Linked DNA regions of Rattus norvegicus: region 1 is linked to region 2. The links are chromatin contacts, called in public Hi-C maps. All regions are on one chromosome and are shown on one strand. Each heading gives the region's core, a stretch centred on a gene start, on an enhancer-like site or on the middle of the called end of the contact. The rest is flanking DNA. Distances are from core to core; before and after follow the strand shown.

Region 1 (4,876 bases), core at 941-3,440, 83 kb after region 2:
CTGACGTCAAACATTGTTCTTCTGTCCATCTTCCCTAATAAGTTGGACTCTTTGAAGTCCCTCTTGCAAGTATGTCTGCCTCCTTCTCAGGGCCATTGCATGTTTCCATCTTTCTGGCTGGTTTTCATTCCCCAAATCTTTCTGAAATGCTACTGAAATAAGTTGATAGGTCTCTTGTAGAAGAAATAATTAGGTACTTTTGAAGCAGAGTTGTTTGGCCTATTTTCTCAAAACTGAGAGCCAGGCTGGTAAGAAGGCTTAGAGGGTGGCCCTGGCCACCAAGCCTGCCAGCTACAGCTCAGCGCCTGGCACCTGCACAGTGATAGGAGAGAACTGCAAACTCTCTACTGGTGTCCACATGCACACTGTGGCACATGCCCCTGCACAGGCACACGTATGATAAATACCTTAATGCAAGGAGAATATTTAAAAACCCACTGAAATTCCTATATGCTAAAAACTCTACTTGAAGAAAATCATGTTTCATAGATAGATTTCCGAAAATGCATAAACAGAATGTTCATTTAAGTACTATGTATAATTTTTAAAATTTGAAAAAAAAACTCAGTATTTTTTTTATTAGCAAGAGACTGTCTAGATAATGTTTGATTCCAGACCGTAGGATTTATCCCATGGGCCGGCACCAAACCCTGACACTCTTACGGATGCCATGTTTTGCTTCCTGACAGGAACCTAGCACGGCTGTCCTCTGAGAGGCTCTACCTAGAAGCTGAGTGAGACAGATGCAGATACTCACAGCTAAGTATTGATCTGAGGTCAGGGACCCCTACGGAAGAGTTAGGGGAAGGTTGGAAGGAGCTGAAGGGGATGGCAACCCCATAGGAAGACCAACAAGACCAACAGTGTAACTAACCCAGACCACTGGGAGCTTCCTAAAACTGAGTCACCAATCAAAGAGCACACACGGAGTGGTCCAAGCCACCCCCTCTTCCTGACACATATGTTTCAGAGAGCTGCCTTGTCTGGCCTCAGTGGGAGAGGATGTGCCTAATCCTGTAGAGAGTTGATGCTTCAGAGTGTTGGAATTCCTGGTTGGGGGCAGCCTCTCAGAAGCAAAGGGGAGGAGGACATTTGGGATGTAAATAAAGAAATAATTAATAATAATATATAAAAATCCTTACAAAAGTTTGATTCCTATAATGGATCAATATGGAGCTTCTACACAGTATGAAGTAAATGCCTATGTATTAAAGCTGAGAGGTCTTTTATCAGGTAAGAAGAAGAATTGTCAGACGGTGAGTAGTATATAATTCTACAACTAACAGACAGGGATGGGAGAGAATGCAATTATTTCTTACACAACACTACAATGGGATAAATGTATCTACAGCTTTACATCAGATGGTGAGGAGGAGTTTTATGTGAGTTCAGTCTTTCCACAGGGATCTTCCTGGCGGCTGGTGTCAAATCACAAGGAAAGTCCTTCTCTTGGAGGTGCTAACTGCAATAGACCCGGGTCAGTAGGTAGCGATTCGGAATTTTATATTTTTGACCCAATGACCTCTGTCAGTGGGAAAGAGATCCAACACTGGGCAGGATACACATTATGTAACTGATCCGGGGGACTAATTGGGTCTCGCTGGATCTAATGAACAGCCTGGCAGAAGGGAGACCTGAGCTGTGCTTTGCCAGTTGGGCTGATGAGGGGTGAGAGAATTCTTCAGGTAAAGTTGACAGAATATGAACTGTGTCCTCAGACAAAGCTCTGTGGGTGCTTTTGTTAGCACAAAGACTTTTTATAAGGGAGAAATGTGGGCAAAGTCACAAAGACACGCCTACACACATAATGGAAGCCTGTTCTATAGCTATGCCACAGAAACTTGCTAAAAGATGGCCGTGAAGAATCCCTTAAAGAAGCGACTCCCTGAGCTGGATTAGACTCAGGAAAGGGTCTTGAAATCACATTGGCAAGGTCCACAGGTCTGAATAAGAAGAAAAGGAATCCCCCCTATTGGACTCCAACCCAGCAGGCTTGGAGTTACTACACACACAGGGAGACCGTAAGGGACGTCTCCTGCACTCGCGTGTCACTCTAATGAGCTGTTTTAATGAACTTCGCTGTCACTCAGCGCCTCTCATTGTCATAAATTTTCCACAGAGCAAGGAGCGCGGTCAGCTGACCGTCTTATTCATCGGGTGACGGTGTTGTTAGCTTTCCACCTTCATAATGAAATTCTCCAGTCAGCTGCGAATGAGCAGGAAGCCAGCTGCTATATTTAGCAAAGGCAAGAGAGACAAGTCTCAGGGCCCCGGGGAGAAGGAAACAGAAGCCTGGGTTTCGGTTAGCTCAGCCCGCAGCATCGCTTACGGATTTCCAGAGTTCGTCGTCGCTGGCCGAAGCAGAGGGTTTTGTTTGTTGTTTGTTTATCACAGAAAGCGAAGCCCAATAAATCAATGCTGAGGATAACCTTGTGTGTATTTGGTACCAGCTTTCTGGAAGATGTCAACTCCTTTACCTCTAAAGTCACTTCATTTCTATGACTTCCAGACACGGCAACCAGGGTCAGCGTTTTTTGAGTTGTGGTCCACAAGACTTAATGAGGTTGACAATTTGACATTTCAACTTAAAAGGATGACCCTCTAGATCAAGTAGAAATATGAACTTACATATTAGTCATTCAAACATTTCAAGTTATCGTCCCTTCCACAAGGCCACCTCCCTTCCTTCACCCTAGACTTTCCAGCTCAGGGAGGAGCAGGTATGATCTATCTCAAGTGGGTGAGTATAGCACCCAGATTCCTAACCACACCCCACTTTTGGCTCGTGTTTTTGTCAACTTGCTCCCCTAGATTCGAAATTTAAGAAGACTATTGTACCGTCAAAGTGCTCAGTTGCGGGAACAGAGAAGACATGTGACTTCTTCCTACAGCTCTCTTTTGCTGACTAAAGCACCTGGCTCTCTGCACACTCTCAACCTCTCTCTCTCTCTCAGACTCACTGACAAGAGCTTGAACTCACACACATTTCCTCGTTACTTGTATTTTTTTTCCCCTGCTGAGTGTCCATAGTAAATGACTAAATTGAAAACCAAACCAAAACAACAGACCATATTTACCCCAAGGCCAACAACTGTTAATTGATAGTTTGTCTAGTTATTAATATCTGTACGGATACCTCAGAATACTTTCAGATACAAACATATACTGTGTTGGACTGCAAATGATCCTCCTAAGCTAGGATATGTTAATTCTCCGAATCATTTCCTTTTTGGTGGACTGCAGAGTCCTGAACCTCAGGAGAGTAACGAAAAATTGGATCAAAGGAGAATGCGTTTTTAAAAGTCAGTAAAACGAGGCTAAGTCATTGACTTCGGCTTCTATTACTCTTGTGAGACCTTCAGATGTCGCTGGGGACAAACATTTTTCAATCATTACCCTGATTCTGTGAAGCCCAAAATCTTTGCTGCAGACATTTCTTCTCTTTAAATGTTTTAGCCCAAAGCGAGAGCAAGATTTGGCAGAAACATGTGGAACAGATTTTGGGTCTTATAATAGATTTAAATTATGTTTGTGAACCACTGGCAATTCCACTGTTCGTTTTACTACTGAAACCTCTTCCTTCCTTTGCAACATTGTGTGTGTGTGTGTGTGTGTGTGTGTGTGTGTGTGTGTGTGTGTGTGTGCTTTCTTAATTATAACTGGGTGTTTTTAAACAATCCACCAGGAAAGATTTGTGTCATATTTTAACATGCGTCTAACCCAAAAACAACCACTATATTTAAAAAGGGAGGGAACTCTGTGGAGCCTAGACGGATGCCAGAGTGGCATCCTCAGACTACCAAATATACAATTCTTCTCTGATTTATAAACAACTGGAGGAAGTCCCCAGAAATTCCAAATGGTTTGTTGTCCTATTATGTCCTATGTTCTTCTAGAATCCTAGCTCATGGTGAATACTTAGGAAACCTTTAGCTAAATCCACCTAGAGGAAGGATATCCTGGCTTGGGCCAGACTGTCATGGTCCTTGTGGGGTACTGGGGAGAGCAAGTAATGCTGTATTAATAACTTGTCTCATTGCTATGAGAAGATACCTGAAAAATCCACTTAATGAAAGAAAGGTCCATTGTGGCTCCCTGTTCATCACTGCAGAGGAGACAAGACACAGGAGCTCAAGGTGGCTGGCCACATTGCATCCATAGTCCGGAAGCCAAGAAAGGATCTGGTCCTCAGTCAGCTTTTTTTTAAGTAGTCTAGGACCCCAACCTATGGAATGGTAGCACCCTCAATTAGGACAGGCTTTCCCACATCAATTAACTATCAATTAACTATTCTGGGTAATCCTCCATAGGTGAAGTTTGTATATGCTCGGCCCAGGGAGTGGCACTATTTGGAGATATGACCTTGTTGGAATAGGAGTGTCACTGTGGGTGTGGACTTTAAGACCCTTATCCTATCTGCCTGGAAGTCAGTATTCTGCTAGCAGCCCTCAGATGAAGATGTAGAACTCTCTCAGCTTCTACTGCACCATCCCTGCCTAGATGCTGCCATGTTCCTGCCTTGATGATAATGGACTGAACCTCTGAGCCTGTAGCCAGTCCCAATGAAATGTTGTCCTTATAAGAGTTGCCTTGGTCATGGTGTCTGTTCACAGCAGTAAAACCCTAACTAAGACAGAAGTTGGTACTGGAGACTCGGTTATTGCTATGATAGGCCTCATCATGCTTTTGTTTGGAAGAATGTGGATTTGGGGACTTTGGACTTGGAAAGCAGTAGAATGCTTTAAATGGGGCTTAATGGGCTATCCTAGTAGGAATGCAGAAGACATTGTTACTGAGAGTGATTTGAATTGTGTTGACCTGGCCCAAGAGGTTTCAGTGGAGAATTTCAGTATGTGGCCTAGAGACTGTTTTTGTG
Region 2 (4,523 bases), core at 1,515-4,014:
AGCAGTTATGGTCTTTCTCCTGTATGGAAATGTTAATTCTTCCATTCTGCTATGGTGTTCCACACCTGTGTTCTCAAGACTGTCAGAAAACAGGCAGCCTGCTCCCGGCCCCCATCCCATCTTACTCATCCTGCGCACAGTGCTTCCTTGACTGGACCTTTCTACACTGGCCTTTATTCTGTTCATCTGGAACTGAGCCCTGTGTGCCCTTTTGTCCAAACACAAGGTCTGTGTTTGAGCAGTGTCCTTTTACCTATATGGAGGTATGGGTCTGCTAATGCTTCTGGTCTAGTGTTGACACATGTAAGGGTACTACTGGTTTGATTTCATTCTCGTTCAGGAAAACGTCAGCAAACATGCACAATAGATTAAAACAGCATAAATGGACTTTCCTTTCACGATGGACTTGGTCGTGAATATCTTGGGTGGTATTGTAAAGATCATAGTTGGAAGGTCAGCTCTGGCTGACATCTGAGTGACATTCTAAACTCAGCCTGCAGGAATTTCTGCTTCTAGGGAAACCTGCTGACTCAGGAAAGAAACTCAAGGTCCTGGGACTTGCTTTATATAAGAAGCAATAGTCTAGAACATGCTTTTATTATATTAACAGTCTATTATTGTTTATTAAAACCAACAGCCTGTTTGGTGCTGTCTCTGCCTGTAATACTAAGTACTTTGAACTACGAAGCCTGATTATATAGATGAATGGCAATAAATAAAATGCTATTCCTAGCAACCTTTGCAACTCGGGTGAACATTCTCCAGTTAAATGATCAACCCCGTGGTGCTTACCGCCTTCTCCTCTGAGCTGCCAAACTCAGCCACTTTCACCTTTAAGACAGAAAGGGGACAGGGTAATGCGTGTGAGTGAGTTGAAGTTCATTCACTGTCAAGAATTCTCTCTGAGACTCAGCTGTACTCACCGGGAGACAGGAGGCAAGGCCGAACAGGCAAAAGCAAACCACTGCCAGTCTCATGGTTGTAGTTGGTCCTGAAACATATTTTGTGAGGCACAGTTGATGTCTTTACAGGTTCAAACACACCCTTTGCACCACTGCATCGCCCCCAAACCACCAATAAGTTATGGAATCTTTCTTCAGAGAAAATTTCAGCATGGAGGCTTTTGAGCCAATATTTGTGTGTCCTTTCTTTCTCTCCACTTCTCATCCTTAGCAAGGGAGAGGGCAATTTCACAGCTCTATTTATCCGAACTTTACATCCAGAGACTCAGAGCTTATGCCCCCACTATCTGATGTCTCTAGCTCTCCACACCTAAGATCTGTTTCACAGGAATTTGGTAATTAAAACAACGACCTGCCATAAGAGTACTTTTTCCAAGGAAGAGAAATTAAAAAGAAAATAGAATGATAAAAAAATTGCTTTTTCCATTTCCCAATTTGCATTTCAAATGTGATTTTTAACCTAAGTTATTAAGAAAGTGATACAACGACGAAAGAAACAAAGGTATCTTTGAAATTAAGTAAGATATTCTATTTAGAATAAAAAAAAATCCACTGAGAGCAGAGGGTAGCTTTTCTGTGCATGATGAGAAGTCTCCATGTTATCACACAGGGACCTTAGTGGAAACTGTAAAAGCCAAGTGCAGAAGCAAGACATCGAGGAAGGCTCCTTTTTGAAGCGAGAGAGTATACGAAAACTAGCCGTATCTGGTCTAGATCAACATAGAGGGTATTTCTTTATTCATCTCCACTGTCAGCCCGCACTTTAAAATGATGCAGACATTTGTTCCAAAGATACATAGAACTTTACAGTGTGTGTGTGTGTGTGAGAGAGAGAGAGAGAGAGAGAGAGAGAGAGACAGAGAGAGATAGAGACAGAGACACACACAGAGAGAGACAGAGAGAGACAGAGACACACACACAGAGATAGAGAGAGACAGAGACAGAGAGTGACAGAGAGAGACAGAGAGGGAGGGAGAGAGGGAGAAGGGGAGAGAGAGATAGGGAGAGAGGGAGAAGGGGAGAGAGGGAGAGAGGGAGAGAGGAAGAGAGGAAGAGTGAGAGAGAGGGAGAGAGAGGGAGAGAGAGAGGGATAGAGAGAGACAGAGAGAGATAGAGACAGAGACACACACAGAGAGAGACACACAGAGAGAGACAGAGACACACACAGAGAGAGACACACAGAGAGAGACAGAGACACACACAGAGAGAGATAGAGAGAGACAGAGACAGAGAGTGACAGAGAGAGAGACAGAGAGGGAGGGAGAGAGGGAGAAGGGGAGAAAGGGAGAGAGGGAGAGAGGAAGAGAGGAAGAATGGGAGAGAGGGAGAGAGAGGGAGAGAGGAAGAATGGGAGAGAGGGGAGAGAGAGGAAGAGAGGAAGAATGGGAGAGAGAGAGAGAGGAAGAGGAAGTAATGGGAGAGGGGGAGAGAGAGAGAGAGAGAGAGAGAGAGAGAGAGAGAGAGAGAGAGAGAGAGAGAGAGAGATTAGTAGCTGTTTTCTCTGTCCTTTAGAGGGCCAACTAGATTTATTCTTAACGTCTCCATCCAACTGACTTTGAAAACAACTGGAAGCCTCCAATGTACCTGACCAGCTCATTTAAAACGACCAGACCAGTGCGAGTCAAGTACTACTGTTAAAAGAACATTCTCTGAACTCACCCTCAGAATTCAGCCAGGAGAACTGCGGCCTCACGGGCCGCTGCAGGCTTACCTTGGCTGGCTTCCTCGAGAATGCTTGCCGCAGGAGACTGCAAAGCCAAGGATGCTGAGGCTTAGCTCCTTCAGTCCTGCTGCTGGTGGCTCGGACCTCCCAGAATTTAAACGCTGTTTCAGACGGTCTCCACCAACCAGGAGGCGGAGTGATGTGTCATGAGGTTTTTGCCACGGCCGGCCCACCTGCTCCTACACTCCCCACTCTGGTTTTGCGGTTAAAAAAAAAAGGAAGAGAAGGAAACACACCAAAGCATTACTTATGAACAATGTCATTAACTACCCTTTTCGTTTATAGACTGCATTTAGAATCCTGGAAGAGCATCAGGGACCCATAAGGAAGGGAAGAGATTTTCTTTATTGTTACTGAATTAGTGGGAAAACATCAATAGAACTGAAAGGTATGGACTCTTGTCGTATCTAAGTTACAGATAAAGGACACATGGATACACCATTTGATTCTCTCAGACTTGCTGAAGACTAGAAAGCGGCTGTCTCAGCACAAATTTCAGAACCTCTTTTTTTTTTTTTTTTTTTTTTTGCCATTGTATTCAGTAGCTTAGGTTGTTTACGGTATAGTGGCTCAGTTTTGTGCTTCAAAAGATCACCGTGAGTTTGAGGCTAGCCTGGGCTACGTACTGTGTTCCAGGACAGCATGGGCAACAGAGTGAGACCTTCTCACAAAAGAAACAAAACCCCTCGGAACTAAGCAAAACAAACTAACACCTCGGTTTTGACACTCGAACTATGCCGCTATGTGCCATCTGCACAAAGCACACAGTGACCCTGAATTCCTCTCGTGCCTCCACTGACCTTTAGAGACACGAACCTCATTGCTCTGATGGGGAGCTGGGGGTGATGGTTCTCGCGCTATCTAAACTATAATGGCCACATAGAACAGAAGTGGTGGTTGCTTCTGAGAGAGCCGGCGGAAGCAAGCAGCTTGAGTGAGGCCCGAATGCCTGCTGGGCGGGGAAACTGCAGGAGTCAGACTGCCTTTCAGATTTCTGCAGTCAGTGCCCTGTGTGACCTTGCACAAGTCGCTTAGCCTATCTGCAGGACAATGAGCTAGCGTTGGTACAGTGAACAGCACCTCACGTGTTGCAATGCCCCCCTCCCCCACATGTTAAAGAACGTGTGTATTAACTGTTACTGAATGAAATCTTTAGCATGAGCAAGGAGCCGTGATTTGTAACGTCTTTGAATCGATCTTTAAGGTGTACACGTTAAAGGGTATTCTGAATATCTTTAAAGAAACAACTTATATTACCGAATTATCTTCTTTTGAGTTTTATTTCCTAGAATATATAAGGTTGGCTACTTAAGCAGGTTTTAGTATTTGTCTTAACAAAACGTTACTGAATAGTTCAGAGGTATTCAAATGGGATAAAATTATACGTGAAGCAAACTGCTTTAAATATTTAGTATTGCCCTGCAATTACTTCCTTTCTTCCATTACCTGAAATGGAGAACACAGGACTTATTACCTTACATCCCCAGTGTGAGAGGCACGCAGTAATTGAGATTAGAATTAAGTCAAACCTTTGTTGTACTAGCCATCCGTTGCCACCTACAAAATTCTGTTTTAAATATAAATATAGATTAAATAATCTTCTTCAGGGTTAGGCTGAATAGTGCAAAGCTGTTTGGAGCATTCGGGTTATCTCTTGGTGAATGCATTCTAAGTAAATTGGTGCTATTACTCTGAAGGTCATTGGTACACACTTTATTAAGACAACACCTGTGACTATCGAATATAAATCACACAAGTTATAAAGTTGCAAAAACAGGCTTCTTATTTCTTTTTTTAATAAAAAAAAAAAGTCTTTCTGCCCTTTAAGCACGACACCC

What was found. A called contact is a pair of places that touch in the nucleus more often than the background predicts.
Region 1: a Hi-C map of the A7r5 cell line shows a contact between it and region 2, with 3 times the contacts expected there. The contact joins the enhancer-like site here to the promoter of Spp1 in region 2. A contact is called at or near these places in 5 of 12 Hi-C or Micro-C datasets (the A7r5 cell line, the Rat2 cell line, Schwann cells and 2 more).

What each region holds. Positions count from the first base shown.
Region 1 is chr14:5,700,646-5,705,521 of GRCr8, forward strand. It overlaps LOC134481890 (a long non-coding RNA gene), which reads left to right. Exons shown (of 3, transcript XR_010057774.1): 2 at 1-69; 3 at 690-3,059. Among named protein-coding and RNA genes, the nearest start is that of Mepe, 34 kb to the right of the region's middle. Within about 2 kb of position 2,191, at least 17 of the 93 cell types and tissues checked have an H3K27ac peak or open chromatin away from gene starts, as enhancers often do. A contact at or near this core is called in the A7r5 cell line, where this site is marked.
Region 2 is chr14:5,617,040-5,621,562 of GRCr8, forward strand. It overlaps Spp1 (secreted phosphoprotein 1), which reads right to left and starts at 2,765. Exons shown (of 7, transcript NM_012881.2): 1 at 2,674-2,765; 2 at 924-991; 3 at 793-831. The coding sequence starts at 977.